2 separate regions of the Pan troglodytes genome follow, and region 2 is linked to region 1. A link is a contact called in public Hi-C data. All regions are on one chromosome and are shown on one strand. The core of a region is the stretch at or near the end of the contact, and the rest is flanking DNA. Distances in the headings are between cores, read along the strand shown. Region 1 has its middle 190 kb from the start of TNRC6C. Region 2 holds the start of TNRC6C (trinucleotide repeat containing adaptor 6C).

Region 1 (5,416 bases), core at 902-3,401:
TGCTGGATGCGGCGCTGGGGGCAATGGGCCTGCTGGGTGCGTTGGGTTGGATGATGCCCAGGTTGGCAGGATCACCGTGAACCTGGATGAGTGGATCCCTGGGCGCCCACTTCTCCGAGGGAGGGCTGGACGCCTCCTCCTGTCTGAGGTCAGGGCAGCAGTCTTCCCAGCCCCAGGATTCTCAAGCCCATGGTGGCCTCTCCTGGTCTGATTCTCACCTCGCCTACTCACTGTGGGCCCCAGGCAGAGGCCCAGGGAGAATTTCTTCTCACCTCTGACGCAGACCCCGAAGGACTGAGGACAGCACCCCCACTGCGTCATCTGATGACGCAGGGAGGGAGGGCTTCCCCCAGCCCACCCCCGGCTGCAGCCGACCCTCTAGAGCCTGCCCCAGCCTGCCAGGCTCCGTCCTCTGAGACCAGCCTTCAGCAAGCGTGGGACGGCTCAGCCCAGGCACCTCGTCAGCATGACTCAGTGCTAAATGATCAGATGAAATGGGCCTTCCCAAGGCCCAGCTGGAGGTGATGAGCTTCAGCAAGGAATTTGTTTTACCTCAAACTGGGATGTTTAACCCCAGGATGGGAAAAAAAAAAAAGAAAGAAATCCCTGCTCACTGCCTTCCCTGGTGATTTCCCTCTGTGTGTGGAGGGGCTGAGTTGCTGGGCTGTTTGCAGGGACAGTTGGATGGAGCTAGATTCCATGGCGGGAAATGGTATCTCTTGTAGCCACTTAAGACAGAGTGAGCCCTGAGCAAGGCAGAGGCTGGGGTCTTCCCCCGTGTGGAGGCTCCCGGCATCTGATGCCTCCGATGTCAGGAAGGGAGCCCGGCCCGCCACAGCGGGACCCAAACCTCCATCACGTTCCCTGTGGAGGCACTGAGTGCAAGTCGGTTCTGGCTGGGACGAGTGAAGGTGGACTGATGCCCTGGTGAGATGCGAGCTGAGCCCCGGCTGCACCCCTTAGCAGCTGTATGACCGACAGAAGGTTCCCCGATCTCCCCAGCCTGGGGTTCCTCATTGCAAAACAGGGTCCCAGACTCCCAGGTCTGTTGCGAGGGCTTCTCTCGGCACAGAGCCTGGCACATGCCAGGTGCTTGTAGGGGGCCTCAAATGGAGTCAAGAGATGGAGAAAGACGGCTGGACTCCAGGGCAAGCCAAGGTCAAGGGGTCAGGAGTTTCTCCTGAGGCTAAAGGGGACCCTAACAGGGCACAGGGAGATAGAGATGTCTGCTGAGCTGGGGACAGGACCGGGCACCCTCTCAGGGGCCCTCTCAGGGGCCTGGGGAGACAGATGGCCTCGGCCTTGGGGCTGACAGGGCTGACACGGCAGAACGCAGCCTGCGCCTCCCTGGACCCACCCCAAGTGCTGGCCCTCATATCTGAGGCTCCTTCTTCTTTGCACGTGGTCTCTCACTCAGGATGCCTGAGGGCTGGCGCAGGTAACCCCAAGGTGACCCTGGGGTCTGGCGATGTGGGTCCTGGTCCCACCTCTGCCTCTTCCTTGCAGTGAGGTCTTGGGCACAAGACAACCCCAGAATGGAATGGGTCTAGGAGCGAGAATGGGGTGGGACGGGCATCTTCCAGGGGAGCTCCAACCTGGGCAGCCCCACCCAACATGCCCCAATCCCCAGGATTCAGGGTCTTCCCTCCCTGCAAACATCATTCTCCTCGCAGGCTCACAGGCTCATTACAGGCGAATCCCAACCCAGCCTCAGGGCCTCAAGGGCAAAGGGAGGGCAGACAGGCTCCTGCTCCAGTCCTGGCTCCTGTGTGACCTCAGGCAAGTCACATAACCTCTCTGAGCCTCCAGGTCCTACCTCAAGGAAAGCGAATAATGAGCTCTGCCTTCCAAGGCTGCTGTGGCAATGAAATGTCACATGTCATGTAGTTTCAAATAAGGTCATGTGTATAAAATGTGCGGGTGCTAGGAGCCACCCAGCACATGCTGGTTCCTTTCCTGTCCCTGGACCTAACTCTGATCCCAGACTGCTGAGTTCCTGGAGAACGTTATGCCCTGGGTTGCAAGCCACCTGCCCATCCCAGGCCTGTCCAAGGTCCCCCAGGGCTTTGTTCTACCAGGCGACCGAAGGCATTCCCCTTCCTGCCCCCATCTGCCTGTTCCCAGGCCCTCCAGATGAGGCCGCTGTCTGCCCTCAACCCGCCCACAGCAGCCCGGCCCCTCCTAGCCCGCGTTTGCAGGGCTTGTTCAGCCGCTGTGTGTGAGCCTGCTGGAATCTCAGATCCCTCTCCCCTTATCCCATGTGACTCAGTCTCCTTCCACCCACGGAATCTCCTCCTGTCTCTCCCTGTGTCTATCCTCACCCCCTGCCTCGTGTAGGGTGGGAGACTGGAGTCCTGCCCACTGCTTCAGACCTCTCGTCCTGGAAGGCAGCCTTCTGGCTGGGCCCTGCCACCTGGGGCCACATCGGATTTTGCTGCATCTCCAGGGACCACCCTGCCCACCTCACTTCCCTTTTCCTCTTCCCACCAGGATGCCCTGATCCCCCTGCCCAACCCAGAGTCTGGGCTGTCCCCAGCCAGTCCCAGCTACGGGTTCCCAGTCTCCACTCTCCCCAACCCCTCTCCAGCAAAGGCCAGCTCTGCGCTTCTCCTCGCTAGAGCCTTGCCCTTCAGGCCCTCTTCTGGCTGAGATTCACCCAGCCTCCACCCCTCACCTGGGTGAATGGCACCTCTGGCCTCACAGTTTGGGTGTCAGATTCTGGAGTCAGGTGCACAGACCTCAAAGACTGCCTCTGGGCCACTGATGTGCTGAGTGATCTTGGGCGGGTCCACCCTCCCTTGCAGACCTTCAGTTTCCAGATCTGATAAAGCAGCAGTGATTATGCAGTTGAGTCGAACAATTAGAGTTTGAATTGCAAGAGTTCCCTTATGCTGGGATTTTCTGCCTCTGTCACCCCTGAGACAGCAAGACCAACTCCTCCTCCTCCTCCTCCTCCTCTTCCTCCTCCTTCTCCTCCTCGGTCTCCTCAATGTGAAGACAAGGAGGATGAAGACCTTTATGATGATCCACTTCCACTTAATGAATACTAGACTTTCTCTTCCTTATGATTTTCTTTTCTTTTCTTTTTTCTTTTTTCTTTTTTTTGTGATGGAGTCTCACTCTATCACCCAGGCTGGAGTACAGTGGCGTGATCTTGGCTGACTGCAACCTCCGCCTCCCAGGTTCAAGTGATTCTCCTGCCTCAGTCTCCCAGATAGCTGGGATTACAGGTGCCCGCCACCACCATGCCCAGCTAATTTTTGTATTGTTAGTAGAGATGGGGTTTCACCATGTTGCCCAGGCTGGTCTTGAACTCCTGACCTCAGGTGATCCCCCACCCCCAGCCTCCCAAAGTGCTGGCATTACAGGTGTGAGCCACCGCGCCCAGCCTCCTTATGATTTTCTTAATACCATTTTCTTTTCTGTAGCTTATTTGATTGTAAGATTACAGCATATCATACATATAACATCCAAAATATGTGTATTAGCTCTTGGTGCTATCAGTAAGGCTTCTGGTCAAAAGGAGGCTCTTAGCACTTACATTTTGAGGAGTCAAAAGTTATACCCAGATTTTCGGCTGTGTGGGGTCAGCACTCTAATCCCCACATTGTCCAGGAGTCAACTGCACAACCTCACAGAGCTGTCGTGGGACTGAACAGGACACCATACATCAAGGGCCTTGCACACAGTGAGTTCAATCCACTGAGGTTGGGCATAATAACCCCCAGGGTGGCAGACACAGCCCCCAATATCCCGATACACAAATCCTGTTTGGGGCCCTGCCACCTTTCTCCCGAGACACCAGCTGTTGGGCGTCCTCTGCTTCTGACGGGCCCCGTTGCATTCTGGCTTGACAAATGCCAGCTTTTGCCGAATCTCCCGCTCTGGGACGGGGGACATCACAGTTGGGCAGTTGGAGCAGAGAAGAGTGTTTGAAAGGGCATGCGGTATCTGGGCCATGGAGGAGGAAATGGGGCATTGGTGGGAGGGATGGCAGGGCTGCCAGCATCTGACCCAGGAGGCTGGGAGGAGGCTGCTGTGTGAATACATGCTCGGCCTCTCACAGTGGCTGCCGCCGCATTAGCCACTTGTGCTTCAGGGAACAGAGCATCCGTGATGGATGAGACTTTAATTAAAGTAATGAGACATTTATAGTCGTGGTTATCTCCAAAATTAGGCCTTTTAGCAATTATTCCTGGGGAATATTCCTCCGGTAGATAGCTCCCTTTTTAGAACAACGTCGGGGGGTGGTCTGTACCTGAGAGAGATTTTCCCAGCAGGCCCTGGGCTGTGACAGGTCAACGATGAGGTTTCTCTGGAAAACAGGATGTGGCTTCTGCCTCAGGTTTCTCTCCAGAGGAGCAAAAGTTCGATGACCCTGGGCACCTAGTCAGGTCATAGGACACTTCTAGTGCCCTCAGAGAGGGTGCCTTTGGGCTCAGAACCTGAAGATCTGGGTTCAAGTCCTGACTTGACAACCTTGCTGTTGCTGAGACTGTTTGCCAAGTGGGATGTGATGGTTGATACTGAGTGTCAGCTTGATTGGACTGAAGGATGCAAAGTATTAGTCCTGGGTGTGTCTGGCAGGGTGTTGCCAAAAGAGATTAACATTTGAGTCAGTGGGCTGCGAAAGGCAGACCCACCCTCAATCTGGTGGGCGCCATCTAATCAGCTTCCAGCGAATATAAAGGAGGCAGAAAAACGTGAAAAAGCGAGACCGGCCTAGCCTCCCAGCCTACATCTTTCTCTCGTGCTGGATGCTTCCTGTCCGTGAACATCAGACTCCAAGTTCTTCAGTTTTAAGACTCAGATTTGTTTTCCTTGCTCTTCAAACTTGCAGACAGCCCATTGTGGGACTTTGTGATTGTGTCAGTGAATATTTAATAAATTCCCCTTTATATCTATCTATCTATCCTATTAGCTCTGTCCCTCTAGAGAACCCTCACTAATACACGGGATGAAAAGCACATGGGCTGAGAGGCGCCAAAGCCAGAAGGTCTGTGAAAGTACTTTGTAAGGTCTCAAGCATCAGGCCCCAATATGTGACCATCATGTGTTCCTAACAGCAGATTCCAGAACATTCCTCTTTAAACTCCAGGACAGTCCCTTCCCTAGGGTAGGGCTTTGCCCCCAGAACTACTCATTGTCTGGGTTTCCAACACTGTTCATGGCCATTGATTAAAAAAAAAAAACAACCAATCAACAAACAACCTCATAAGCCCAGCAGACCGTGAAGGCCCCAGGAACTCAGGGCAGAAGTTAGCAATGTGGGTTCTGCCCTTGTTGGCCAGAAAGGTGCGGTGTGGCCATTTCACTTCCCTCGCTGGGCCTTGGATTTCCTTACCAGAAACATGATGGTCATAGTCACTGGCCAGTTGACTGCCCAGAGGTGGCACAAGGATGAAATGCAATTGGC
Region 2 (5,448 bases), core at 2,820-5,319, 190 kb after region 1:
GTAAATTTATCACACTTTTCTAAGTCAGTTCAGTTGTTATCTATCGGTGACAAGCAGGGAGAGCTGAGCCCGGCTTTCTTACATTTTCATTGAAAAGCAATCATCTGTTGGAGTCCTGAAGGTTTTCCCTTTAAGAGTCCATCATTAGGATGCAAATTATACGTGTAAAATCAACAGAAATAGGAGGATGGAGTAATTCAGGCACCAGTGTGTGGTAGGAAGTGACTGGGCATGGAGAGGGGTATTATACACAAATACAGCCCCCAAAAAGGTGCCTTTATTACTCTCCTCCAATTTTCATCGCCTCAGAATCACCTGGAGGGCTGGCTAAGATGGAGATACCTGGGCCCCATCCCCAGAGGTTTCGATTCACTGGGTCTGGCAATGGGGTCTGAGAAGTTGCCCTTCTAACAAGCTCCTAGGTAAAGCCAATGCCGCTGGGTCTGGGGGAACATACTTTGGGAAACCCTGAGCTAGTCAACACAGTCATCTGTTTTGCAATAGCCATGGAGATAGGGACGTGATCATCCTGTCTTTCCACTTAAACCCCTGCACAGATGTGGATCTTGCTACCTTTCTAAATGGAGTTTCTTTTTCTTCCCATAGCTTGCTGGAGTACAGGTGGTATTTGGTTACACGAGTAAGTTCTTTAGTGGTGATTTGTGAGATTTTGGTGCACACATCACCTGAGCAGTATATACTGCACCCTACGAAATGGAGTTTCTATTAATAACTCCATTTGATAGAAACTCCATTTTGTAGGGTGCAGTGTATATTTGAACTAATTTGCCTAATATCTACCACCCGCTGATCTCAGGTTGGCCTCTCAGGATCTCAAAGAATATATCTGTACCTATTTGCATACAGGAGTTTCAAAAATATCTGAAGAGAGCCATCCTGGCCTGCTTGTCTCTTCTTCCCTGCACCAATCTCTTCTGCTTCTTCAGCTGTTGGTCAGACTGGAGGATTTCCATCAACAACTGGCTGTATTCTGAGTCAGTCTCTAACTTTGTCGATTTCTTTCTTGCACCCTAGTGCTCAGAACTGGCCAAAACACTCCATTTGGGATCTGACCAGCTCAGAGTGCAATCTCTTAAACTGGACACTATTTTAACGTGGCGTTGTTGTCGTCTTCAAGCAGTTCACACATTTAGCCTTGTTGAGCGTGTGGTCATCTATAACTAGAATTTTTTACATTACCTTGTATCCAGCTAAGCCTTCTTCATTTGTCCTCAACTAGTTGACATTTTAATTTAAGACACACATTTAACATTTAGTCCTCTTAAACGTAATTTTGTGGGTTTTACCCTTTTCTATTTTTTTTTTTTTTTTTTTTTTGAGACAGAATCTAGCTCTGTCATCCAGACTGGAGTGCATTGGTGCCTTCTCTGCTCACTGCAACCTCTGCCTCCCAGGTTCAAGGGATTCTCCTGCCTCAACCTCCCAGGTAGCTGAGAATACAGGCGCCCGCCACCATGCCTGGCTAATTTTTTGTATTTTTAGTAGAGATGTCACCATGTTAGCCAGCATGGTCTCCATCTCCTGACCTCCTGATCCGTCTGCCTTGGCCTCCCAAAGTGCTGGGATTACAGGCGTGAGCCACCATGCCCAGCCCTATAGATGATCAACTTATACCTTAGTTATAAGGTGGTGGTGGCAGGGCTGATAACAGGATGACCAACCCGAAACATGAACGTACCCATTTTTACAGTTGTGCCTGGGGTTCCTACTCATACTTTATCAGTTCAAACAACCACTAATAAGTGACACTGCTCTGCAGTCTTAACATTCATGGCCACCATATGCCTCAATGTTTCTGGGTCAACTTTAGTTTCAAACATTATCTCTACTGTCACAGGTCCACATGCCAAACTATGAGTCCAGTTTGGGGTTCAGAATATATAGTCTCTATAGTTCTGCCTTTTCTCGGTGCTCAGAGTCTAATATCATTGGAGAAGAGGACGGTTTTTGCCTGATTAAACTGAGGGAGGGGGATAAGAAAGGGAACCAAAGACAATGCTAAATAATGTATTTTGGTTCAATTTTCCAAAAAGTGAAGCTCTGCTTATCACAATGATTGGTCCACTCTGGTCCACCCAGATACCTGGATTCCTCATTTATGTAGCAGCAGTCTACTTCGTGGGCGCTGCCTATTTTGAAGATGTTATTTTGCACTCCCTTCTGGAGCATGTGATAATACCTCTACCTTTGAGAAATACAAAAGATGTAGGTTCCCTGCAGACGAGAATTAAATGAACGTAAATAAAATGAATAGACAAGGCAGAAGCCTCCATGTCAGCTCCCTCTGCCTTCAGATCCTTCTAAGGGATGTGGGTTCTCGGGAGGGGAAATACACAACACGATACAACAGACATTTGACGACCCTTTAGAGGGTGGTTGTGAATCTGACTACCGGAGGGCTTAAAATATGGCAGTAAGAAGAAAGGAGCTCACGGGACCCTGAAAGGAAACGAGAGCGGGGAATTTGTCTCTTTCATCCACAGTCGTTTCAAAGCATGACACTTGCGGTAACAAAATTGCATTGCGAAAGTACTAGTGTGTTATTATCTCCTCTTCAAGACAGGGACACGTAGACAGGGAATGGCCTCTTCCAATACCAACTTCCAAGTAGCACTGCTGATCCTCCACTGAACGATGGGGGAAAAGCTAGCCTGCTTCTGCGACCTTGCATGAAAATGGAGAAAATTCTTGGTTTCAAAATCTTCTCCTGGCTTGAACCGAAAGTTAAAAAGGGACTTTTCGAATTGCACATTGCGCCTGACCTTACCTACCACTAATGAATAATGGATATCGAGGAGCCGTGGAATGGAGGATCACGGCGGCGTACGGAGCACCGGGGAGGAATCGTGGGGTGCGTAGGCGCCGGAGCGCCCGGGTTCGGCCCGGACCGAAGGCTTGCGCGGTGAAGGTGTGGTGTCTGTGCTCCGGGGAAAGGGCTGTCTCCCCGGGGGGACTGTTTCGCAGCGAGGCTTGTTTTGCTCGCAGCTGGGCGCTCCCTGGGGAGCGACTGAGCGCAAGGGCGGGCCGGGAGGCGCGAGGCGAGCACGATGCTCCAGGGCCCCAAGGACTCGTGTGCGTGTGCAAAGTGGGGCGGTGCAGGGCGTGTGCACGGCACGGGCAGGACGCGCGCCGGTGCGGGCGCCGGGCGCCGCCGGGCGCAATTACAGCATAAAGCCCGGGCGCCGCGGGGCGCTGGCCCGGAGAACCCATCGGACGCGCAGAACCGGGTCGGCACCCCTCCCGCCAGCACCCTAACGCGGAGCCACAGCGCCCAGGGACCGGAGGGCAGGCGGCGGCGGTAAAGGACACCACGCAAGTCTCCACGTAACCCCCCCCGAGGAGCGCAAGCTCCCAGGACTGGCGCGCGTCCCGGCCACTCGGAGCGCGCACCGCTCGCACCCCGGCGCGCTCCCCGCGCGGTGCAGGGAACCACAGCGCGGGCGGGTATTAAGGGGAAAGGAGGAGGCGTGGCCTGGCCGAGGAGCCAATGGGCCTGGGAGGGGCGCGCGGGGGAGGAGCTCAGGTGCAGAGTGCCGATTGGCCAGTTCGCCCTTCGGTATGCAGATGCGGTGGGAGTCACGTGCCAGGGGCCGGGACGACTTCCTGTTGGAGGCCAACGCGGGGCGGGGAAGGGGGCGCGAGCGCCCCGTCTGGCTGAAGCGGGGGGAGGGGGGTTCTTGTCAGTTAGAGCAACAAGATGGCCGCGGTGGCAGCTCCGCACCTCAGCGCGACGGCCCCGGGAGCCGCAGCCGCCGCCGCCGACCCCGCCGCCGCGCAGTCTTGAGCGCCGCCCGGGCCGCCCCCTGACAGGGCAGTCGCAGCGCCCGCCGCGCTCCCGCCGCCGTCACCGTCGCAGTCGCCGCGGGCCCGCCCGAGCCGGAGGCAGAGGGAGCGGAGCGGCCCCGCGCCCAGCCGTCCGCAGCTGCCACTGACGCCGCCGCCGCCGCCGCCGCCTCCTAGGACCCGGGCCGCGCCGGAGCCGCATCCCGCCGGGCGTGAGGAGGACGACGCGTCGCGGCGTTGCCGGGGCCGGACCTGGACCTGCCGGGACGCGCCGCCGCCCACCCGCCCGCGCCGCCGCCGCAGCCGCCGCCGCCGCCCGCGCCGGGACCTGAGTCCGTGGCGCCGGCGCTGAGCGGGCCCCCGCCGCCCGCGCACTCCCGAGGCCCTTGGGCGGTTGTTGGTGTCGCCGCCGCCGCCAGGCCCGCGCCACCGGAGCCCCGCGGAGCCGCCGCCGCCGCCGGGGACGGAGCCCAGGTGAGCGCGGCCGTCCGCCCGCTCCTCGCCGCAGCCGCAACTTTGCCGGGAGGTTCGCGGGCCCTTTGTTCGGCCGAGCCGAGCCGGGGCGGGCGCTGGCCCCTAGCGACCCGCGTGCGGCGCCGGGCCCCGGGCCGGCCGGGTTTGAGGGGAGCGGCGGGAAGCGGCCGGGGCCGGGGCGCGTGTGTGCTAGTGTGAGACAGGGCTGTGCAGACGCCCGGTGTGCATCACAATCAAACGGGAGTGGAATGGAGGGCTGAAGATGGATGTGCCCCCTCCCTTTTAAAACTCATGCAGCGGTGAAATTCGGTTCTCTCCGGGCAGCCCCCCGCAGATTTTGCATTGGTGATGGCAGGCGCGAACCCGCCGTGTTTTGGTGCAGGAGCCCGGTGCCGTTGTTTGGGGGAAGAGAAAAACCCGGGGCGTGCTGCGGGTGGGCGGAGAAGGACCCCTGGGCGCTCTGCGGCTCTGAAATCAGGTGGATTTTCTAACGGTGCCGCGGACTGCGGAGTAATGCGTATGAGGAAAACGAGCCGTACAACATCTGTCCTGTTATCAGATAACGTAACCCGAGAGCCTGGTTGCCACCTCTGCTTTAAGCGGTGCCTCCTTTGCACCTTTACCTTGAGGACGAGATTTAATTAATTGATTCGTAGCTATGAAAATGTGCAGATGTGGATGTGGGGGTTCCCTGCTTGTTAACCTGGGGAAGAAATAACTGGCATGCATGTTACACGGAGCTTTGGGGATCTTAGCAAAAATGAAGGCTTGCTGCTTGGATGTTGTGCCGGGAGGTAGGGGAGGAGGAGCCGCTAGATCGTGGCTGCACCTATTGCATTCGAAGGCATTTGACGGTATTGGTGATTCTGCACGTAATTAGTGGAGTTGTCTTCAAACCTTTGCCTCCGCCAAATGAAACCTCCATTTGAGTGGTCCGCTCGGTTATTTCTAGGCGTGAACTGCGGATTCTAAACTCAAAATGGTGCTCTGTAGATGTCCAACTTCAGCGTCTTTAAGGAGTTGCAAGTTGGAGCCTTCTGACTGGGTTAATCCATTGTGTAGCCGAGGTTCGGTTTTTCTCGAGTGTCTGGTGTTCACGTTGACGTACTTCGGCCAGTACAAGGTAGCCAATTTATGGTGATCGCTGTGAGAGCCTCGTACGTCCCTGAA

Evidence for each region. Hi-C and Micro-C count contacts between places; a contact is called where the count stands out from the background.
Region 2: a Hi-C map of stem cell-derived neural progenitor cells shows a contact between it and region 1, with 2.5 times the contacts expected there. The contact joins the promoter of TNRC6C here to the enhancer-like site in region 1. A contact is called at or near these places in 1 of 7 Hi-C or Micro-C datasets (stem cell-derived neural progenitor cells), 1 of 1 datasets of contacts at active chromatin or transcription factors (stem cell-derived excitatory neurons) and 1 of 1 other capture datasets (stem cell-derived neural stem cells).

Annotation. Positions count from the first base shown.
Region 1 is chr19:90,780,835-90,786,250 of NHGRI_mPanTro3-v2.0_pri, forward strand. No RefSeq gene overlaps it. Among named protein-coding and RNA genes, the nearest start is that of TNRC6C, 190 kb to the right of the region's middle. Within about 2 kb of position 2,152, at least 4 of the 24 cell types and tissues checked have an H3K27ac peak or open chromatin away from gene starts, as enhancers often do. A contact at or near this core is called in stem cell-derived neural progenitor cells, where this site is marked.
Region 2 is chr19:90,965,386-90,970,833 of NHGRI_mPanTro3-v2.0_pri, forward strand. It overlaps TNRC6C (trinucleotide repeat containing adaptor 6C), which reads left to right and starts at 4,070. Exons shown (of 22, transcript XM_063799369.1): 1 at 4,070-4,278.